Linked DNA regions of Sus scrofa: region 2 is linked to region 1. A link is a contact called in public Hi-C data. All regions are on one chromosome and are shown on one strand. The core of a region is the stretch at or near the end of the contact, and the rest is flanking DNA. Distances in the headings are between cores, read along the strand shown. Region 1 overlaps ARHGEF4 (rho guanine nucleotide exchange factor 4). Region 2 holds the start of PLEKHB2 (pleckstrin homology domain-containing family B member 2).

Region 1 (6,552 bases), core at 2,731-5,230:
AAAAAAGAAATAGGTGAAACTTAACTTTAATGATGTTTTATTTAACTCAATATATCCAAAATATTTTAGCATGTAAGCAATGGATAAAATATCATTGGTAAAATAGTCACATTCTTTATTTCATACTAAGTGTTCAAAGTTGGTATATCATTCCTTTACTTAGGTGACACCTTCGACAGAGATTAGCCACATTGCAATCCCTGGCTGCCATGGGACCCTGTTTAGCAGAGACAACAAACTTGTAGGTCAAACCACCTTTTTACTTGCTCCCCTACCTTGGGCTTCACAAGCAACCCTTTCCTCTATGGCCGGCTGCTTGCTACAGACTCTGGCCAGGTGGAGGCCACAGGCAGGCAGGGCCAGTGGGGACCCCAGCCAGCCAGCTAGCAATGGAGGCAGGATGCAGAGCTCAGCAGAGGGGGCTGCTCTAAGCCCCAGGATGGGGGCTACCAGTTCACGGCTCTCCTTGGGTCCCTCAGGGGGAAGATCTCCTGGTCAGGAGCTCGGAACTCATCCACTCGGGGGAGCTGACTCGTGTCACACAGCCACAAGCCAAGAGCCAGCAGAGGATGTTTTTTCTCTTTGACCACCAGCTCATCTACTGTAAGAAGGTACCAGAGTCGATCTTTCCTGCTGGACGAGTCTGTTCAGAGCAGAAATGAAGGAGGGAGGCCAAGAGCTGGGCACAGCTGCCCAGAGAAAATGGGCCACCCATAGGCGATTCCTCCCTCCCCATGCCCCCACCCCAGTACCGCAGCCCCTTAGGGCCAGTGGTCAGGCCCCCTGGTCAGGCCCTTAGGGCCGGTGGGGTGGGTGGCCAACAGAGTGAGCTTATTGGCCCAGGACCACAGGGTGGCTCTCACATTCTGACCAGTGCTGCTGACCATCCTTCCTGACCAGTCCCTGCCTGCTCCTCAAGCCAGCTCTTTCCCCCCTGCAAACCTCAGCTCCCTCTCCTTAGCATGGGGATTCTCCCTCCAGCTGCCTTCAGGCCTCCCCTTAGCTGCTGGCTTCTACTCCCCTTTCAAAACCTGGCCCAAGTGGCCCTGGCCTGGCAGCCCTCCTGAGCGCTGGCTCTGAGCCCAGCCCTGGTGGACTGATGCTCTCTTCTGCTGCACAGTGCGGGCCCTGGCCTGCTGTCTGTTCCCGTGGCCACCTTTCCATGAGACTGTGGGTGTTTAGAGACCCCCCGAGGCCAGCCAGTAGCTGTTCATTGATGGCTTCTCCGCCATGGGTTCAACACGTGGTCGTGGGCCTTGCACGGCTCCCTCTTCCTCCTGAGATCACCTTCTGCTGGGGAGGTGGGTATGCAGACCAGCGGCCCTTCCAGTCACAGGGCAGACAGTGAGGCAGGGCCTTGGACCCTTGGAAGTGGTCAGAAGAATGGGTCAGGCTGAGGGGCCAGGCAAGCAGGTGGGCCAGGGGCTCATGGTGTCTCCGGCAGGACCTTCTCCGCCGGGACGTGCTCTACTACAAGGGCCGAGTGGACATGGATGGCCTGGAGGTGGTAGACCTGGAGGATGGGAAGGACAGAGAGCTCCACGTGAGCATCAGGAATGCCTTCCGGCTGCGCTGCAGCCCCACTGGGGAGAGCCACCTGCTGTGCGCCAAGAAGCCAGAGCAGAAGCAGCGCTGGCTCAAGGCCTTCGCCAGGGAGCGGGAGCAGGTGCGGCTGGACCAGGAGACAGGTGCGAGATCCCACCCGGCCTTGCTCTGCCACCATGAGGCCCCGCCCAGCCTTCTTTGCCTCCCAATGCAGAAAAGTCAGCATGACCTTGAGGCTGTGAAAGGCAACTCTCACCCCTGGAGGGCCCCCAGAGTTGAGGCTCCAGGACACATCTTGGTTTTGGCCTCAGGCATGGGTCTGCTGGCCTGCCAGGGGGTCTCTTCCACCACATACACTCAGCTGGAGGGGGCGGTGGGTACCAGAAGCCTTCCCCACCCTCCACGAGCAGGGTGCTTCCCCACTACATTCTCCTCCTGACCTTGGGCCCCTGGCCATCACATTGGGCAGGGGCCGGGTCGGTTCTTGATCTGGGGAAGAGCCTTCCCTACTGTGGAGAGAAAGGATGCTAGCCAGCAGACAGTCTGTGGTCAGGTTGGGGTGAGCGATGGGGTAGTGTGAGGAGTCCCCCGGGAAGAGCACCAGAGCACCCCCTTGGAGAGTCTCCTCTGCCTGGGCCGCCAAGGAGGCTGGTGGGGCAGGATGCTGAGTCCCCGTGGTATATTGGGACCCCAAGTGCTGATGGTGGTGCAGGGTACAGAGACTGTGCTGGTGCCAGGGCAGGGGAGGAGGGGAGGTGAGAGGGCAGCTGGGATCTCTCAGGGAATTGAGGGTCTCATTTGCGGCCCCCTGTCTAGGCTTCTCCATCACCCAGCTGCAGAGGAAGCAGGCCATGCTGAATGCCAGCAAGCAGCAGGCCATCGGGAAGCCCAAAGGTAAGCAGTGGTGGTCCTACCTCCACCCATGGCAGCCTGGCCCCCACCACAATCAAACTGTTTTCTGAGCCCCCCACCCCACCAGAAGCAGAGCTAGCACCTGGGTCCTCGGAGGTACCCGTTGCCCTTTGCAGTGTGTGTTCCCAAAGGTTGGTGGTAAGGGACCAGTGGTGAGGAAGGCTGCCTAGGTACACAGTTGAGTTCCTGCCCCCATCCCCTGAGGCCCCCCAGAGCAGCAGCATCAGTGCCAGCGCTCACTTTCACAGGCAGGACTGCTTCCTGGCAGTTGTCCTCACCACCTCCTGGCAAGGAGCTGACAACCCATTCCTACAGGGACGTTAAATGCTGCCATCACAAGAGCAGGCCCAGGCCACCTGGCTATCACCCCCAGCAGGCTATGGAGGATGGCCCAGGCCCTTGGGTGTGGTCAACCCCAGGACGAGCAAGGGTGGGTGTCAGGCAGCCTGTTCCACCCGCAGGGGCGGCTGCCACTCTGCCCACCTGCTGCTACACACCTCTGACCCCAGCTCTCCTCCCCTGCCCAGCCCTCGGCCGGCCCTACTACCTTACGCGCCAGAAGCACCCGGCCCTGCCCACCAGCCTGCCCCAGCAGCAGGTCTTGGTGCTGGCCGAGCCCAAGCGGAAGCCGTCCACCTTCTGGCACAGCATCAGCCGGCTGGCGCCCTTCCGCAAGTGAGCCCACGCACCCGGCCCCATGGCACCATCTGGATCTGCGCTGCCGGCAGCGTCCAGCTTCTCCATGAGGCTCACCACACCCAGGCCTCCTCTGCCTGTTGTGCAAACTGGAAGTTAGTGGGGCTGAGCATGGGAGGTGCTCAGTGCCCCCATTCTCGGTTTCTTCCCTGCCACTGGGGCGCTGAAGACACCTGCCGGCTGGAGAGGCAGGCCCCCAGCACGTGAACCTCCCACCACTCTCCAGGCCTGTGCAGGGGGGACCCCTGGAAGCCACAGCTCAGGACCCCCCACCAAGCCAGTGCGTGAGAATGGCTGCTTTGGACCCTCTTTGGACATTTAATCATCCCTCCTGCTCCCATTTCCTCTGGGCAGGAGACCGTCTCTGCCTTCAGCCACCTGCAGAGCCAGGCGGTGTGCTCCTCTGCCCTCCAGTTCTCCTTGCAGGCCCCCAGCTGGTGGGCCAGGTAGCCCGCATCCCTGGGGCTAGGAACCGGGAGTTCTGTGCACAAAAACCTCTGGCCTAGAGCCTGCCCGTTTTTGCCTCCCAGTCCCTCTCTCGACACTTCTGGCTGCTGGACACCCTCTCTTCACCTGTGATTGTGTTTGTTTATAGTGGAAAGAAAACAAAACCATTGTCAGCTGAATACTTCTGTCAGAGCTTGTGACCAGTCCACCTGTAGCTGTGGGATGATTCCAGAACCTGGTTCCAGTTTTTTTGTTTGGATTTTGTTTTTCTAACAATGGAGAAAAAGAATTGTTAGTGACACAGACAGATTGCCTTACCCTAAGTGAGCGTGAGAAGCCATAAGGACTGAATTCTGCAGCCCAGCTTCAGGACAGACCCACTCAGAGGCTGGCGGGCACATGGGTTGGAAAGAAGCCCACATCCTGGGGTGGGGGGGAGGGCCGCCCATGAGTGCGGCTGGGGCCTGGCTCGGGGCGCAGAGCTGCCCTGTGGCCTACAGGAATTCAGCAGCATGTACAGTCACTTGCACTATACCGTCTCCAAGCCAGAAACCATTTAATTTCATAAAGAAACTTGTGAAAAATAACCTGGCGGCCAGCCCTTGTTTTCTGTTGGTGTCTGTGCATTTTTCTCCTCCCACACCCCTTTCTGTCCCAGGCCTTTCCTCATCCTTGGAAGGAGCCAGCAGCACCCAGTGGAGAATATAGTTGCAGACCAGGCCCCCAGGGTGCTCTCTGGTGGAGGAAGGCTCAGTGCCTTCAGAGGCTCAGGGGAGCCGGGAGCTGTCTCAGAGCCTCCCTCCCCAGCTGCCCTCAGAGTGCATGGTTTAGCTGAAGTTACCAGCAAATGGGAGTTTGGGGGATAGGCAGTCCGTCACCTTTCTGGGTCTCAGCATCCTCCTTGGTATAATGGGGGAGAATGTGTCTTCCTCCCAGGAGGACCTGTGCCACAGGCCCAGAAAAGGAACAAGGGTGGCTTCCCTCCCCTTCCCCACCAATCACACACATTGCCAAGGTCACTGCAGTTCAGCCTGAAACCCCCAGATCTCCTAACTTGAGAGAACCTACACTATCTCCCATCCAACTCAAGCTGCCTGGAGACAAAACCCATAGGGAAAGAATCATGAAAACAACAATATGCAACACAAGTCAATCTTTATTGAAAACTGCAGTATTAATACATAACAATTCTTATTACAATAAACGTGCTTTTAAGAATTTTAAATCTGAGCTCATCTACTCATCAGATTGCATAAAAAATTAAAATAGTATGAATTTACACATAATGGAATTGGCTCAGGATGGATGTTCTACTCCTTTTTATTATTGATTGACACCTTAAGCTCAATGCAGAGGTGAGGGGTGCCTTTAACACTGGAAGACGATGCTGACTTAAGCTTTAAAAAAGTACCAAGAGAATGGCCTAAAAAAACAGTATTTAAAAATCATTAATTAAAAAAAAATAATAATAAGGAACCGTTTCCTAGTCAATAACAGTGGCTTCCCAGGGCCTCTCTTGAGTGGCTGTCATTGCAACTGCTCCAGGGACACAGAAGAGCTGCCTCAGACCCAGCCCAGCTATTCTGTGGACCCTGGTCTGCCCAAGGACCCATAGGAGACTCCAACAGGGCTGAGGCAGCCCAGATAAGACGCTCGTCGTCTCCAACACACCCATCCTGGAAGCAGAGCCATCTCCTGAAGCTCCCGACAGGTTCCCCAGACAAAATGCTGGCCTTGGTCTTCCTGTCCCAGGTGGTGTTAGTCCTGGGGACTCAATAAGGTTCTGTTCTTCAAATTAATGGGGTGGGGAAAGAGACATCCTCTGAAACATTTTAAGAATAACTGCAACTTTCTACCTGGAAAGATCAGACCCTCCTATGCAGCATGTCATCTGCGGGCTCCTTTCAGAAAGCTCAGGTTGAGTAATAAAGAGCTCAGGAGAGAAAACATGCCAACATTTGAAGTGTGCTCTAGAGAAGGGCCACGTGAGCCGCCCTTCCTCTTTGCAGACCCCTCCTTAGAAAGCACCAAGAGAACAGAAACTGTCTCCCACCTCAGGCCCCACACCCTTAAGCCTACCCTCACACCACCAGAGGGGGTCAGACTGGTGTCCTGTCCTGTCTGGGCAGTGCCCAGGCTGGCAAGAACTGGGGTGCCCAGCCATCAGCTACCAGATGGGGAGGTGGCGGCCGGACTGATCAGGGCAACACTGTTTCTAAATGCTTACACAGCACAGGTGAAGAAGTCTAGGTTTTCTTCTTAAAGTAGGCCCCAATACTGATGCAACCAGTGCCACCGATTAGCATGTCGCAGGCGCCTAAAATATCTATTTCCTCTTGCTTCTCAAGTGCCGATGCCAGCACTGGAGCGAGGCACTGCACACCCAGCCACGGAAGGGCAGGGTGGTACTGAGCAGGCATCCAGCCCAAGGCCCAGGACCGCCCTCGGCTCCTGTAAACACTACCTTTGCATAGCACTCGAGAAACAGTCACACTGGCAGGCCTAATGACCAAACCAACAAGAATGTTTGGAAAAGACTGAACACAAGAGACAAAAGGTTCTGGAAACGCCTCTGTGCCTGTTGCCACAATCAGCCCTAGCCCTGATGCTGGCCTCGCTTCTCAGAGGCAGCAGGCTGATGGGACCACCACGCATCACTAGAGGTTCAGTCAATCGGCCCAGATCTAAACAAGGTTTCTGTGAGCTGAGAAGCATACCTCCTAAACCTCAGGGCAGAGGCTGTGGAACAAAATTGTTTTCAAATATCCATGATGAAATCCATGTTTACAAGAATTAGTTCCTTCACTTGCCTGTCTCAACTTTTACAATAAATGCAATTCAGCTGAAACTCAAATTAGGAATGTCACATACAAAAAAATGCAAAATTTCTTTGAATGTTCTACTGTTGTGCTTAGAATATCAAATTATGCAACTTTATAAGAGAAGTTCTAT
Region 2 (6,673 bases), core at 1,097-3,596, 54 kb after region 1:
GCACAGTGGAAACAAATCAGATTGGTAACCATGACGTTGCGTGTTTAATCCCTGGCCTCACACAGTGGGTTAAGGATCCAACATTGCTGTGAGCTGTGGTGTAGGTCACAGATTTGGCTAGGATCCTGCATTGCTGTGGCTGTGGGGTAGGCTGGTGCCTGTGGCTCTGACTCAGCCCCTAGCCTGGGAACCTCCCTATGTGATGGGTGTGGCCCTTAAAAGCAAAATGAAAAATAAAAAATAAAATAAAATTAAAAATGAGCTAGACTGGAAAATAAAAATGCAGAGTGTGTGGCACCAGAGTAAGGTAAATATTGTTTTGTAAAACATTTTTCATATAAAATCTTTGACACGTGTGTTATGTACTGTATTACAAAGCAAATTTATTATTTTACTTCAAACAGTTTGAAAAAGTCAAACAGTTTGAAAATACTGCTTTAGAGTTCCCGTCGTGGCGCAGTGGTTAACGAATCTGACTAGGAACCATGAGGTTGTGGGTTTGGTCCCTGCCCTTGCTCAGATGATTAACGATCCGGCTTTGCCCTGAGCTGTGGTGTAGGTTGCAGACGTGGCTCTGGCGTAGGCTGGCGGCTACAGCTCCGATTCGACCCCTAGCCTGGGAACCTCCATATGCCGAGGGAGCGGCCCTAGAAAAGGTAAAAAGACCAAAAAAAAAAAAAAAAAAAAAAAAAAAAAAAGCTGCTTTAAGGCACTTACATAAAGTAGAATTGTTTAGTCATAGGGTACCTGCACCTTAAAACTTACTAGGTAGTGCTGAGTTGTTCTTCAAAGTGTTTGAAACAAGCTACACTACCTATCCCCAGTAAGAAATGAGCTCTGGTGGTTTTACTTTTTTGTCATATTTAAGATGAACTTCTACATTTTTGCCACAGATAGGTATGAAATTGTATCTCAGCATTTTTTTAAAGTATAGTTGATATATAACACTATCAGTTTCAGGTGTGTTGCAAAGTAATTTAGATGTATGTATATGTATTATATATATAATTTTCAGATTATTTTCCATTATAGCTTACTATGAGATATTGAGTCTTACTCCCTGTGTTATACAGTAAATCCTATTCCTTCTCTATTTTATATATAGTAGTGTGTTCAGGATTTTTTTTTTTTCTTTTTACTGCTGCACCTGCAGCATATGGAAGTTCCTGGGCTAGGGTGTCAAATAGGAACTGCAGCTGAGACCTATACCACAGCCACAGCAACACTGGATCCAAGCCACATTTGCAGCCTATACCGCAGCTTGCAGCAACAGTAACAGCCAGATTCTTAGCCTACTGATAGAGGCTAGGGATCTAACTCCTATCCTCACAAAGACTATGTCAGATTCTTAATCTGCTGAACCACAACGGGAACTCCTAGTCAGGAGTGGTTTTTCTTTCTTTTTTTCTTTTTTTTTTTTTTTTTTTTTTTGTCTTTTTGTGTTTAGGACTACACTTGCGGCATATGGAGGTTCCCAGTCTAGGGCTCCAATCAGAGCTGTAGCCACCGGCCTATACCACAGCCACAGGAACGCAGGATCCAAGCCCTGTCCGCGACCTACACCATAGCTCACGACAATGCCAGATCCTTAACCCACTGAGCAAGGCCAGGGATGGAACCCACAACCTCATGGTTCCTAGTTGGATTCGTTAACCACTGAGCCACGACAGGAACTCCAGGAGTGTTTTAATTTCCATTTCTTAAATATCTGATGTACATCCTTGTAAACAATTTTTGGCTGGAGTTCCTGTTTATTATAGAATAGCGGCCTCAAATAATTACTGGTTTAAAGAGTATTAACTATTTTACATAACTTTGTAAGCCAATTATATGCCAATAAAATTAAAAAAAAGTAAGGAGGAGTTCCCGTCATGGCTCAGTGGTTAACAAATCTGACTAGGAACCATGAGGTTGCTGGTTCGATTCCTGGCCTTGCTCAGTGGGTTAAGGATCTGGCGTTGCCGTCAACTGTGGTGTAGGTTGCAGACAAGGCTCGGGTCCCACGTCGCTGTGGCTCTGGCATAGGCCAGCGGCTACAGCTCCGATTAGACCCCTAGCCTGGGAACCTCTATATGTCGCGGGACTGGCCCAAGAAGTGGAAAAAAGAAAAAAAAAAAAAAAAGAACTATTTTAAAACTCTCGATATTATCAAATTTTACTCCAGGATTGCATCAATTTACAGTTGCACAAGCAAGTTTATGACAGTCACAGTGCTTTCCCCGCCGCAGTTTTTGAGTCACTAGTTCCTCAAAGAAACCCTGCTCGCCTCCTCTTATTGGAAGGTGGTATCTACAAGCACCTTCAGGGTTTACAGCGCCTTTCTAGCTGAAACTTAAGCCCGCCCCGCCCCGTGCGTGCCGTGCGCATGCGCGCCAAGGAGGCGTGACGTCGGACGGCGACCTGGACGCTGGCGTCAGGCAGTTGAGCCGAGGAGCCAGGCAGTGTCCTTGTGCTCCCTTCCTTCTCTGGTACCGGGCCGCGGCCGGAGGCTTTGCAGGTGAATGTTCCTGTTGTTCCCATCCGGACCGGAAGACGCGGACCCCCCCACAGGCCGGGCCTACCCACTCTGCGCCCCTCTAAGGGAACCTCAGGCCCGCCCCCCCTTCCCTACCCCGCCGGCGGTCCCTCCGGAGCCTCCCTCAGGAGACGCCGTCCGTGCACCCCCCACTCCCCGACCCGAGTGCCTCTCCTTCTTTCTCTCCTCTTCTATGCTCCTCCTTTTTCTCTCTGTCCTGTCTTTCCCCCTCCCTTCTCCCCTCTGAAGTCTCGCTGGAGCCTCTCCTAGACCTGCCGCCTGTGCCCTCTCCCGAGCGGACTCATCTTTTCCCCCAGCCTGTTCCTCCGGAGCCTCACCTAGAGCTGCTCGCCCGCACCCTCTCCGGAGCGGACCCTCCCCTCCCCGGTCCTTCGGAGACTCGCCTAGAGCCGTCTGCTTGCCACCCCTTCCCAGCGGACTCCCTTTACCCTTCCTTCTAGTTCCTCCTGAACCTCCCCTAGAGCCATCCGTCTGAGGGCCCTCCAGAGCGGACCCCCCCCCCCGCGCAGTCTTGCTGCTCTCCCAGAGGGTGCTTCCCGCTGGCCAGCAGTCTTTCTGCCCGCTAAGCGCGGGTCTCCGCCCCTGCGGTCTCTGGTTTGGGGGATTTGGGCTCTTTTTGTTTTCCTTCTTGCCGGGAGGTCGCATCCTTAAGGAGTCCGGACTGGCCTTGAAGCTTTGTGTTCGCGGGTGGGGCCTGCCTCAGCGTCGTTTCTCCTACCCTCGGGTTTGCAGTGTTTTTTGTAGTTGCTTGGTTTTGTATTGTATTTTTTTTTTCTCTCACGTTTGATCCTCTGACCTAACCACACTGGGAGCCACAGAAGTTAGGGGTTTTCATTTCGCGTCAGAATAGTGTTTTTTGTTCGTTTTTAACTCAAAAGTAGAGAAATTTACATAGAAGACGCTTCATAAGTGACCCAATAGTAAACTTCCAGGTTTTCAGGGTGAGTGAGAGAAAAGAATGAGGTGGGGCGGTCATAGTGTCAAAAAAAAAAAAAAAAAAATAGATGGGAACGTGGTTAATTCCAAATGCCATTGACTCGTGAGAAACTTTCACATTTCTAGTGCCTTCACTGACTAGGACCGAGTGGAGCCACTGCGAGAGGGAGAGACGCTTTTGCCTAAAGGAAGGGACGTCTAGATAGTTCTGTTTGTTTGTTTTTTAAGGAAACCAGTGCCGGGGCAGGAAGTGACTTGTCTGAATTCACAGAGGGAATTCGGGCCCAAGCTGGGAGTGTCAATTCCCTGATTGTTTACGACCCTTAATATTTGTCTCACAAATTAATGACCAAAATATCTGTGTATATGTGCGTGTGCAGCGAGACTGCCCCTGCTGCTGGTTCTCTTGTGTTCAGTGTTGCCTGGGTCCAGGAAGTTCCTAACCCTGGGCTGGGGCTGATGGTGTAGATAGGAAGTGGGTGTTGGGAAAAGACATCCTGGCTGAGCAGGTGCCTGTCTGGGCTTCCCTTGTCCCTGGTGTTGACTCTGTGTGGTAGTGATGTCTTTATTTAACAACACCCCCCCCCCCCCACAACAGACTGATCTCTAAAGGCAGGAGTCAAACATATGTTGCAGGATTATCCTGGCAGATAAGAATGTCTGGCATGATGTAGCTGGTCAGTAAATGCTTCCTGAAGGAGGCTGCAGAAAAGAACTCAGAAATCAACAACAGTTCTTTACTATCATGTTTTTGTTTCTTTCTTTTCTTTTTTTTGTCTTTTTGCTTTTTCTAGGGCTGCTTCCCGCGGCATATGGACGGTCCCAGGCTAGGGGTCTAATCAGAGCTATAGCGGCCAGTCTACGCCAGAGCCACAGCAATGCCAGATCCAAGCCACGTCTGTGACCTACACCACAGCTCACAGCAACACTGGATCCTTTAACCCACTGAGCAAGGCCAGGGATCGAACCCACAACCTCATGGCTCCTAGTCAGATTCGTTAACCACTGTGCCACGATGAGAACTCCTGTTTCTTTTTCTTTTTTGGCTGCCCTGGGCGTTTGTAATTCCTAGTCTAAGGATCAGATGCAGTTGCAGCCCTGGCCGGAGGATCAAATCTTCGTCCCAGAGCTCCCAGTTCTGTTGGGCCACAGCAGGAACTCTCTCACTAGCTTGTTTTTAATGGTGTTAGCACACTCTGTGGGTAAATTTCCTGAGAAGGACTGAATTTGGGAAATGTGTAGGTCAGTGGTATAGAAGGAATAGAGGCCACTTTTGAGGGAGTCTTATTACTTCCAGGGAAGATAGAGGTTTTTCTTGACTCCTTCTAGAAGGTTTGCTTGCTGTACTTCCCAGCTTGCTATCCTACCTTAATATTTGGATTCTTTCTCTTTTCTTTCTTAATTGGATATATAAAGAACTTACAGAATTACCAAAAATTGCTGAGTAAAAAAAGCCTATTAAAAATGTTACAAAGGAGTTCCCGTCGTGGCGCAGTGGTTAACGAATCTGACTGGGAACCATGAGGTTGCGGGTTCGGTCCCTGCCCTTGCTCAGATGGTTAACGATCCGGCATTGCCGTGAGCTGTGGTGTAGGTTGCAGACGCGGCTCGGATCCTGGGTTGCTGTGGCTCTGGTGTAGGCCAGGGGCTACAGCTCCAATTCGACCCCTAGCCTGGGAACCTCCATATGCCGTGGGAGCGGCCCAAAGAAATAGCAAAAAGAAAAAAAAAAAAAAGTTACAAAAAGTGGATTAGTTGAACCAGTCATATTTTACTGTGTTTTATTGGTTGTATATTTGCTTCTGAATTTGATCATTAGGGCAGAAGGTTGAACTTTGTTGCCTCTTTGTTTTAGTCCTTTTTTTTTTTGGGTACCTGTGGCATATGGAGATTCCCAGGCCAGGGATCCAATGTGAGCTGCATGAGTTCCCTTTATGACTCAAAGGGTTAGGAACCTGACATAGTGTCTGTGAGGATGTGGGTTCAATCCCTGGCCTCGATCAAGGGGTAAGGATCTGGCAAGCTCATTGGGTACAGATGCGGTTCGGATTCTGTGTGTCTGTGGCTCCTATTTGACCCCTAGCCTGGAAACTTCTACATGCTGCAGGTGCTGCCCTTAAAAAAAACCAAATAAACAGAAGAAAAAAAGAATCTGAACTGCAGTTTTGACCTAGCTGTGGCAGTGACACATCCTTAACCCATTGCCCCAGGGATTGAACCTATACCGCCACAGAGACAAGGCCAGATCTCCACTGTGCCACAGGGGGAACTCCTAGTCTGTCCTTTGATGAGTGCTTATGTTGGGCTTGTTGTTAAGACGTGATTGCTATCTGGAAATGGCCAACACCGCATATGAACTGACCTCTAAATGATGATGGGTCACATGATCCTTCTTGTCCCCTGTGTTTTTTTGGAGTCCTTGAAGAACAGGGTTTTTGTCTCTTTGATAAGGAAATAACTTTTTAGCTAAAATACTAGTTTCTCTAGTTAACACATCCTCTAAGTAAAGTTCCTGATAATCTCAGGGACTGAATTTTGTGAAGTGTGTAGGTCAGTGGTATAGAAAGAACAGATACCATTCTTGAGGTAGTCATAGTATTCCTTGGGAAGATATTATTAACTAGAGGAATCAGGCAAAGTGGGCCTTCAGCTCAGAATTGACAGATTCCCTTTCTACCTCTTAAATTTGTCCCTTTGGACTCAGTGCCTTTTTTTTTTTTTGGTCTTTTTGCCATTTCTTGGGCCGCTCCCTTGGCATATGGAGGTTCCCAGGCTATGGGTCTAATTGGAGCTGTAGTCTCGGCCTACACCAGAGCCACAGCAACGTGGGATCCGAGCCTCGTCTGCAACCTACACCACAGCTCACGGCAACGCTGGATCGTTAACCATCTGAGCAAGGGCAGGGACCGAACCCACAACCTCATGGTTCCTAGTTGGATTCGTTAACCACTGCGCCACAACGGGAACTCCTCAGTGCTTTTTAAAGTGACTTGAGTTCGTATTTAACATAACTTGAGATGTTGAATATGCTTTTAAAACTTCCTGTAGATTTTATTGGCATGTGAGTAATGTGGCTATTTTATAGCCACTTTGCTGGCATTTTACTCTCTAGGGACCAACAACAGGACTTAGACTTTATCTGATGAAATTTAGTTTATGCATTAGATCCTGCTCCAGGGTATAAGTAATAGTGAAATGTTG

The links. Hi-C and Micro-C count contacts between places; a contact is called where the count stands out from the background.
Region 2: a Hi-C map of embryonic fibroblasts shows a contact between it and region 1, with 4 times the contacts expected there. The contact joins the promoter of PLEKHB2 here to the enhancer-like site in region 1. A contact is called at or near these places in 5 of 47 Hi-C or Micro-C datasets (embryonic fibroblasts, liver and omental adipose tissue) and 1 of 2 datasets of contacts at active chromatin or transcription factors (alveolar macrophages).

What each region holds. Positions count from the first base shown.
Region 1 is chr15:57,370,426-57,376,977 of Sscrofa11.1, forward strand. It overlaps ARHGEF4 (rho guanine nucleotide exchange factor 4), which reads left to right. Exons shown (of 12, transcript XM_021075746.1): 9 at 480-611; 10 at 1,445-1,688; 11 at 2,362-2,439; 12 at 2,985-6,552. The coding sequence ends at 3,136. It overlaps FAM168B (myelin-associated neurite-outgrowth inhibitor), which reads right to left. Exons shown (of 7, transcript XM_021075749.1): 7 at 4,749-6,552. Among named protein-coding and RNA genes, the nearest start is that of FAM168B, 46 kb to the right of the region's middle. Within about 2 kb of position 3,981, at least 13 of the 83 cell types and tissues checked have an H3K27ac peak or open chromatin away from gene starts, as enhancers often do. A contact at or near this core is called in alveolar macrophages, embryonic fibroblasts and omental adipose tissue, where this site is marked.
Region 2 is chr15:57,425,913-57,432,585 of Sscrofa11.1, forward strand. PLEKHB2 (pleckstrin homology domain-containing family B member 2) reads left to right here and starts at 2,347. Exons shown (of 8, transcript XM_021076267.1): 1 at 2,347-2,497.